Regions from separate parts of the Gossypium hirsutum genome. Here region 2 is linked to region 1. Evidence: chromatin contacts called from public Hi-C data. All regions are on one chromosome and are shown on one strand. The core of a region is the stretch at or near the end of the contact, and the rest is flanking DNA. Distances in the headings are between cores, read along the strand shown.

Region 1 (4,995 bases), core at 1,891-4,390:
TCACAATATATGTCCTTCATGCATTGAATGAGGATAAACTTTCTTCATAGTAAATTGCCACATCACACTAATGAACAAGGGGCCTCTCCTATAAAAAATACCTTGATCAAAAATAAAGAAGGGACCAACTCTTGGTACCAATAAAGTCACTCTAAGCACTCAATAGTCAATCTGTCCTTTTGTCTTCGTTCCGCATCTCGACTTCTTTAAGTAAATCGGCCTCCATAGCACCACCTTGTTCCTCCTTGTATTCCTCCCTTATTGTGTATTGTATCAACACCAGTTAACTTAACTTTTCAATTTTACCCCCAAACCATGCTATTTAGGGTTTATGTTTGTATCGTTAGAATATATTACGTAACATTTACCACAATAATAGATTTGCACTAACAATGATGATTGCGATTTATCCTTCATTTGATCTTTCCTAGAGTTTGAATTTGCAAGAGGCATCTACCAAATTTGATTAATCCTGATTTTGATCAAACACAAATGAAATTTAGATTAACCAAAATTTTTATTTTTCAAATTGAAATTCCATTTGTGATGCACCGATAAACATGTTAGTCACAAGTACATCTAAAAACAAATGTGTGCCCCCACGGTAGACAACAAAATTTGGCTTACCAAACTATAGAAAACCACTCACTTAAAGATTTTTATTGTTCATAGGAACAACTCCAAGGATTAAAAAGGTTGGATAATGAGGTTAGGTTACATAATTTAGCAAAGAGATTAGCCATAAGAGTTATGGTTCCACCATCCATAACCAATTGGGTGAACCAAATGCATACCAGCCCTATTCAACAGTTTCTTATATCTAAATATTAAACTTCATATTCCTCCAACCACAACTTATTTATTAATGTCAAACCATACAAACTAAAAATAATTAGTGTTATGAACGATTAGGTTCAACGATCACATACATAGAATCATTAACTTGGACATATGCTTTTGGAGTCCAAACTCATATGCAACCATCTTTGGAGAAATGTATATATAATTACAATTGCAATTATAAATATTACATATTTGAATAACTATAGTAAGCATCAACCGTTTCAAAACATGATCTGACTAATAATCAAAATATATCCGAATAAAGTTCATACATGATGAGACTTAAACATAGTAAAATGGGTAAACTACACCATTAGTCACTAAACTATGGGTAAGCCTTTGTTTTGATCACTGAACTATTAAAAAATTTTCATTTAAATCATTGGGTTGTTAGCATTAATACATGCACCAATCAAAAACTATCTTTCCCTTTCTCTTCTACATTTTAGTTTTCTTTTTATAAAACAATTTTGGACATTACAAATTTGTGAACCAAAAGTCAAATAATTTTTTTTTCGATCTTCCACACTCATCATCATATTGATTTGTGTCTAAGGTATGTTCTCCTACTCTTCAATAGGTATTGGTTAGAAGCTAACTTTTCAATACTTCAATGACTTAAATGAAAATTTTCAAATAATTTAATAACCAAAACAACAATTTACTTATAATTTAGTAACTGGTGTAATTTACCCTAATAAATTTTTTTAAAAAAAACTAAATGTGGTTTACGCGATTTGAAACTCAAACAAATCATTAAACTAAACCCAGATTTAATGGAATAAAATGCATAAATGGATAAAGAAATTGACGTGAGTGAATGATAATGAAGATTTAAGAATTTTGGTCAACCAATTAAAAGGAAGTTAAATTATGGTCCACAGTCTGGCAGATGTGGACAAACAAAATCATCCATTCATTTTTAATGGGCCATCCCTTCTTGCTTTTGGGAAAGATTAGTTACCCACTTTTGTCCGTCCAGCGTACAATTAATTTTACATCCTTTTATTAATAAATTATCATCCATTTTTAACTAATAAATAAATTACTTGGAAAATAAGATCCATACCATTTAAAATATTTAAAAATAAGTTAAATTAAATATTTAGAGATCAATTTAATAAAATTAAATATTATTTTGATTTATTTATTTATTAGATTTTTAAATATAACTTAACAAATGTTTGTGAATTTTTTTTATTAGAAATGTACTAAACAAAAACTCTCAACCAATATCAAACTTTATTTTATAATTAATGACTTAAAAGCACTCTTTAAAATTAGTAGTTAATTCTTTTTTTATAATATAAAAAATTAGATATAGTACAAAAGGAAAAATATAAAATAATTAAAAAAATGAAAACATATAATACAAAAGATGAAGAAGGAAGAAGGCGATTGAAAAAGACGCGCGGGTAAGAGGGGAGGTGTTGATTTGATTCTTTCCTCCTCTACTACTCCACCCTTTCCTTCTTTAATTCTCGAACTTAATTATCCCTTTCCTTCTTTTTTTTTTCTTTTTCAAATTTAATTACATTTTTCTTCCAAATTAATCACTAATAAGTAGTTTTTTAAAAAATAAATAATCCTCTTATAACACTTTTTTTTATCTTGTTTATATGTGTAGATTTTAGAGATGATCATGTTGTTGTCCTTTTTAGTTTAGTGAATGCTCGATTCTTTTATCGATTTTTGCTCCCTGCTTTGGACCATCCGGAGCTGATTTCCTTATTGTATTAAGTGTTTATAATTACTTCAGATATATTGTGCATGAGTTGTAACAAAATCAATTGTCAAAACCAATTGTTAACGTGCCATAATAATTTAAATATTATCTTTCAGTAGATGACGAATGTTTACTATTTTTTTCTCTGAATTGTATAATTTCATTCATTAATGAATTAATAAATTTACCTTTCAAATAAATAAGTAAATAATTAACCATAAAATATGCAAATCAATCCCATGTCACACATTATAATAAAATTAAATTAAAAAATCTCATTCATTACATAAAATTCCGATAGAATATTCAATATATTTATTCGTTTTCATATAATTAACAAAAACTTGGATGATTTAGTGAATTAATAAAAAAATAGATTAATTAATTACAATTATCCCTTCGTTCCTTTCAATTTTTTTTTATAAAAAAATGTAATTTGTATGCATTTTTTAGAAAAGTAGTTTAAAAGTATTTTTTTCTTTTTGTAAAATAAAAATAATAACATTTTCTCGTATTTTGTTTGTCTTTATATCTAAGAGTCTACATCCAAACGCCGAAAGAAACCAAAACATGAATAAGAAAAAAGAACAAATACGTGTATGCGCATTTTTATTTATGACAAAAAAATGATAATATAAACAATTTACAACAAGAAATAAAAATAAAAATTCTTTCTTTCTTTCTTTTTCTGAGAGAAAGTTGAGATTGTGTTTCCATTCTCCTTGCCAAAGTCTTTCCCTTTCTTTCCCTTTCTTTCTTTTAAGCCCCTAAATTCGCTTCCGCCAATTCCCTTTCACGTTTCAAGGTCAGTTTCTTTCTTCTCTCAATTTGCCCATAATTTAGTAAAGTTCTGTTTTTTCTTTTCGTTTGCTTCGATTTTCTTCTGTTCAAAAGCTGTCTTTTGGTTCGAATTTGTATTTTTCCTTGTAAATGAATCTGTTTTTGCAATCATTTTACTTTGTTCTTTTTAGTCTTAATGTTTTTCTTTCTTTGGTTTAATTATAGGTATGGCCATGTTTCGGGAAGGATTACACTGGCCAATTCAGCTGTGAAAGTTGGACTTGGTAAGTTAAATTTCTTTTTGTAATTCAGAACTTAGCGTTTTCTTTTTAATCAAATTTTGGTTTCTATATTACATTTTGAAGCATTGTTTAACTATTAATATATATATATTTATATGTTTAATTTCAAGTTTTTTTTTATTGCACTTGCAGGACTCATGGGGCATGATTTTAGATAATGAACTATTGTTTGTTTGGATTAGAATTCAGTTTTAATGTAGTGTGTGTGTTTGATTATGTTGTAAAACTACGAATTATGGTTGTAGATTCTACGTGATTATTTGTTCATAATATGTTGGTAATTTTTAGTAAACCAATTTACCAAAAACCAAATTTGCAGTTATTTTGATTGGTTTTTGTCTTGAAGAATTTGAAAAATAATCAAATATTGGGTCGAAGGAGAGGAAGAAGAAGAAGGAAAGAGAACAGTTAGGTGATACAGTTTTGGGATATTCTTTTTGATGGGTAATAAGTTGGGAAGGCGGAGGCAAGTGGTCGATGAGAAGTATACACGCCCACAAGGGTTGTATGTTCATAAAGATGTGGATATTAAGAAACTAAGAAAGCTGATACTTGAATCAAAGCTTGCTCCTTGCTATCCTGGTGATGAAGAGTGCTGTTCAGATCTTGAAGAATGCCCAATTTGCTTTTTGGTTTGTATTTATCTCATTGGCTTTCTTCTTATGCTTGCTAATTGCTATCCAATTGCAAATATCATGTTCTTTTTATCCTTTTGCTTTGTCAGTCACTGCTTAGAATGTGCCCTTGTTTACTGATTTTTATTGAATGTTAATTCATGTGTGGTTAGCTTTTAAAATTAGTTGCAGTTGAATATGAATATGATTTTCTTTTTTCCTTTTGTATTTTAGTATTATCCAAGTCTCAACAGATCAAGATGTTGTATGAAAAGTATCTGTACAGGTAAACTATCTTTGGATTTTCTGAATGATACTGATATTGCTAGTTACATGAAATGTTGACACATCTTATTTGTACCAGAGTGTTTTCTGCAGATGAAGAATCCTAATTCAACCCGTCCTACCCAGTATCCTTCACATCAATGAAATTGACTGTAGAAATTTTCAAATTGATTAGTTGTGTGTATACTTGTACCCCAATGTTTACATTCCTTGACGTTCTGAGGTGTCCTTTCTGCAAAACCTCAAATTATGCTGTCGAGTATCGAGGTGTGAAAACAAAAGAGGAAAAAGGGATAGAGCAAATTGTAAGTTCACACCTCTTTCCAAAGCAAAAAAGAGATGGTGTAATTCCTATGATAATCGCTGGATACAAAATGAGTTTAATATTGGGTTTTGCTATTTAAATTTTGCAGGAAGAACAGCGTGTCATAGAAGCCCAAATTAG
Region 2 (4,904 bases), core at 1,804-4,303, 67 kb before region 1:
AATTTTTGATAATTTAAATAATTATATGATTTTTTTATGATGCTATGGGATTCATAAACTGTCGTAATATCTTGTAACCCTAATCTAACGATGGAGACAGGTTCGGGATGTTACAGTAGGGCCATGTAGATGTAGATTAAAGTCCAATTTAGCATTGCTTCTCAGGAGCACTTTTGGGACAAAAAGTATTTTTGAGATAAAAACATTACTAAATAAGATGCTTTTGTGCTTTTCAAAAGTATTTTTGGAACAAAAAATGCTTTGCAAAAGCACTTTTTTGGTCAAAAGCAGAAATAGAAAATTTTAGCTTTTGCTAAAAAGTGTTTTTTGGCCTAAAAATATTTCTAAGTAATGCTAAATTGAGCCTAAGTTTGAACTACATTAGCAACTCTTTGTGCTTCGTTCTTCTATCATTTCTTCTTTTACCTGATTGATATTAATATTTTGAGAACTAAATTAAAATGTTTTAAATTTTAAGGACCAATTTAGAATAGCTACGATAACTTATTGATCAAAAGTTAAAGAAATAAAGGACATTGTTAAGTAATTATTAGCTTCCACTTTAAAATCAAATAATTAATTGTAATACTAGTTTATAGCATACCCATAACATGGATGAAGAATTTTATGTAAAAAACCAATAAAGTTTCTTGTTGAAATGGTAAAATTAAGGGTTTAGAGACTAATATGTGTTAGGCTCAAATTTTACCATGCATGGAATTTTTTAGATTTATTTTAATTTTAAATTGATTTATGCAGATATTATGTAAAAATACATTCATTATTTTTTAAAATGTTTAGATTCATCATATCATGTACTTATTAATAGTATAGAAATGGTGTACCTACCTTTAATTCCCTCCAAAGTGTGGAGGGAATATTAGGTCCGTACAATCCAGCATTTCCCACAAACTCTATCTCCCCTTATACAGCTTTGTTATTAATAATCCATTCAGATGGATTAAATGTAAATCAATACCTAACCTTAATGACCATTTACATTTATACAATGAAATCAACTTTGCAGACTTACAAACTTTTGGGTTTTGAATAATCAACACGTTTTGTTATATTAATTAATTAACTAACTAATTCGTTAATGCCTTTGTGTACGTTAATTGGATTAGAAGATAAAGATGGTACAAGTTTTAATAACTTGAAACCTACGTAATCAATGACCACATCTCATGTCTTTGCATTTTTCTTCCTTTTAGACGCAATCACCCAATCTATCCTTCCTATTCCCACTTTCAATTTAGTTTTATACCTAATCATGTAGGATAATGTATTCAAACTCTATAACCATAATCTGTTTTTAAGTGCTTACAACTTTATATTCTTACTATATTATTCTTTATAAATTGGATGGCTCCTTGGTCTCCTACCCAATTTGAAATCTATGATCATTTCAAAATTGATTATATAAATATCAGTAAATTCAAATTTCATTTATCTCTCTTCTTACCAACATAAATTAATCGGTTTTTTATAAATTATAATATCTTTCAACCCAGAACCCCATGTGATGGCCTAGTGATCAAGGGTGTTTATCGACCTAGATTTGGTCTAGTTTTGAGTTGTGTTAGTCGCGTTTATTGTTCGGGTTTTGCCTTGCTTTTGTAAATCACCAAAAAAATATATCTTCCAACTCACTATTTTTTATTTTTAGGAATTTAATTTTTCTATTTATCGGAGTTAAAATGTAAGTTCAATCATTTAACAGAAAAATTTTAATGATATTAATAATTAAATCTAAAATATAAAAAAACTAAATTCTTAAAAATAAATGTAGGGGACTAAATTTCATTTTTTTTTAAATTCTCACATGAAGAGTTTAATCATAATTCAAAATTAAATCACAAAAGTACAGCCATCAAAGTTGTTTTCATTGTCTTTTTAAGTTAGTAGATCCCTCGCTATTCATCGGTAAATTAATAAATTTATTATAATAAATTATACAAATACATGCAATAAATTAAGAAATGACCCTAAAATAATATGATATTTTAAATAAACCCCGTATAATTTTTTTACATGAGATCATTTTGGTCCCAACAAATTTTAAAATAAAAATAAAAATAAAAAATATATATCTAATTTGGTCATTACCATAATTGCCCCTCTTGAAATATTTAAAGTGATCACTGATTTCACTAAATATCTAACCATCTTCGATGTTGAATTAATTCTATCCCATATAATGGGATAGCTTTTATAGTGCTTATAGTTTTGATTTAAAATAAAACAAGAAAATTATGGGTAAAAGTATTAAGGAAGCCCCTGTATTTAGGAGTGGATCGTATTTCAACCCATCTACTAAAAATATGGGTAAATTAACCTTTCTACATTTCAAGACGTGCAAATTAGTTCTTCCGTTAAATTTAATCCTAAATGTTTACAAAATTTGTCATTTTAGTTCTAATTCTAAAAGAGTAAATGAATTTGCTCATCAACATTTATGAAATCTGTCAATTTATTCCTAACTCTAAAAATTTTAAAAATATTTAAAAAAATTATTTTTAACCCTTTATAACTCATCGACTAACTTATGTGAGATATTAAAATATGAAAAAGAATACCCTCTTTAAAGTCACATATATCAATTTTTTTACTATAATTTAAGCATCATATTAGACCAAACTAATTAATTTAAAAACTATATGAAATAATTAGGTGCATTACTATTTGAACACATAATGTTTTCAATGTTTTCGTTTTTTTTTTTGAATCTAATTTTATTATCACATAATTTTGCTTTATCTCAAATTATGCGAAGATGTTTTGTTTGATAGGTTATATCGTAGAAGATGATTGGTCGTTTTTATTTATTATTGGCTAACCCCAAACATCCAATCATGCATGCCGATTTGATTGTCACGTTTTGATGCAAACAAAATTAATAAAAAGACAACCTTAGTTAGAAGATGTTTGGATCAATCCAACTTGTGTGTGTCTCAACATTTTTAAAAGTTGGCGTGAAGGGTACTATAACCCCCATAATCTATAGCCACGTAAAGATTTTCCGACAAGATATTTCACCTGATGCGTGTCGGGCCCAATCATACATCTTACGGCAGATTGTGGACACGTGTAAATCGCCGTGTTTTTGGCTTGGTATAACCGAGTATTTTACCAAGTGAAGTGAGGGTGACTCACAGTTACTAAAATTTGTGCTTTCTTTGTTTCATGCAAAGGTAGTTGATTATGACATTTAATAATACCATTTTTATAAGGGAAAAAGGAAATCCTAGTTTGGTCTGTTAGTTAGTGTCTTTAAAATAGTATATCTGTTTCACTTTCCAAAAAATAAAAAATAAAAAAGTTTTTCTGCTTCTAGAATTGACTTTTTATATTATTTATATAAGTAGTATATGCTTAAGACATTAAAAAAACAATTAATAAGAAATATTAATTAGATGCCTTTTGAAGTGATATATGTTAGAAGAAGATTACAATTGATGCATTGTTTTTTTAAAGAAAAAATAGTGAAAGTAAATGCAAATAAGTTTATTGGTTTATTAATGGAAAGTTGGGGAGAAATTTTAGATTAACTCGAATATGACTTATCAAATAGACATGAATAATACCAAAAACATAAAGTGATAAATCAAGAAATTAAATCTTTTGGAATTCTTTTATAAAGATATCATATTTTTTTATCTCTAATTAAATTAGTACTGGATAAATTATAAATAAAAGAGTTTAATTTTTATCTAACACTCGAATGAAAAAATTAAATTCTACAAAAAAAAGATCACCCCTAAATCATTTTACACGTTCATAAGAAGTTTAGAAAGTTTATGCAAAAATCTCTCATACTTTTTGCCTTCTCTATTGAAATTCTTAAATAGGAATTTATATTCAAAATTCTACATTGAAACAATTAGGCACAAGTCTCCATTTGAAGACTATAGGATCAAAGAGCTGCTTAAATAGCAAAAAGGAGAAAAATGAACAGTTTATTATTTACTGAAAAAGGAGACTAAAAATAATTAGATTGGAAAATAATAACTGGACTCTAAGTCTATGGTATTTTCCATGAACCAGTTATTATTTACATGTGAGCAAGGAACAACATTTTTTCTCTTTAAGCAGGTCCTTTGATCCTATCATCTTCAAGTGGAGACTTTAGTGTAATTATTTCAATGGAGAACTTTAAGAATTTCAAAGGAGAAGGTAGAAGCGAGAGGATTAGAAGAGGGAAGAACACGTTGCGATTTAGTCTAATTATTTATCTTTTTAAATAATTTAATTAAATTTAAATTGAGCTAAAGAGAAGATAGTATATGGATGTGTGTATATCAATATTTTCTTTGTTGATCTCTTCTCACATTCTTCGACTACCGATTTCTCTGCTTGCATTTTTTGTAGTCAAAATGAGTCTTTTGTTGCCCCTTTTGTATTGAGGAATTTCGTGATGCAATTATGAGTATGCACCCCCAATAAAGCACTTGGTCCTGATGGTATGAATTCGAGATTCTTTCAACGGTGTTGGTCTATTTTGGGTACTGATGTTTTCAATCAATATTGTTCGTGGTTGAATAATGGTGCTTTTCTTGATTTGATTAACCAAACTTTGAGTATTTTGATTCCCGAGAAGGATAAACTAGATAGCTTAAAAGATTTGAGGCCTATTGCGCTTTGTAACATTCTCTACAATATAGTGGCAAAAGTTCTTGCTAACTGTCATAAGAAAATTCTGCCTTCCATCATTTCTCCCATGCAACATGTTTTTGTTCCAGGACGTCTGATCATTAATAACATTTTGATCACTTTTGAGCTTATCCACTCTATGAATAATAAAGGTCACGGTAAGTTGGGTGAGATTGCTTTGAAGTTAGATGTTAGCAAAGCGTATGACCGTATCGATTGGAATTTTCTTCAATTTATTATGCAAAAAATGA

The links. Hi-C and Micro-C count contacts between places; a contact is called where the count stands out from the background.
Region 2: a contact with region 1 is called in a Hi-C map of leaf, with 2.5 times the contacts expected there. The contact joins the enhancer-like site here to the promoter of LOC107920435 in region 1. A contact is called at or near these places in 15 of 34 Hi-C or Micro-C datasets (anther, callus, hypocotyl and 2 more).

The regions. Positions count from the first base shown.
Region 1 is chrD13:53,445,106-53,450,100 of Gossypium_hirsutum_v2.1, reverse strand. It overlaps LOC107920435 (E3 ubiquitin-protein ligase DA2L), which reads left to right and starts at 3,140. Exons shown (of 10, transcript XM_016850164.2): 1 at 3,140-3,374; 2 at 3,575-3,633; 3 at 3,784-4,283; 4 at 4,500-4,551; 5 at 4,630-4,675; 6 at 4,774-4,855; 7 at 4,964-4,995. The coding sequence starts at 4,092.
Region 2 is chrD13:53,511,835-53,516,738 of Gossypium_hirsutum_v2.1, reverse strand. No RefSeq gene overlaps it. Among protein-coding and RNA genes, the nearest start is that of LOC107919227, 35 kb to the left of the region's middle. Within about 2 kb of position 3,053, at least 3 of the 9 cell types and tissues checked have an H3K27ac peak or open chromatin away from gene starts, as enhancers often do. A contact at or near this core is called in hypocotyl and leaf, where this site is marked.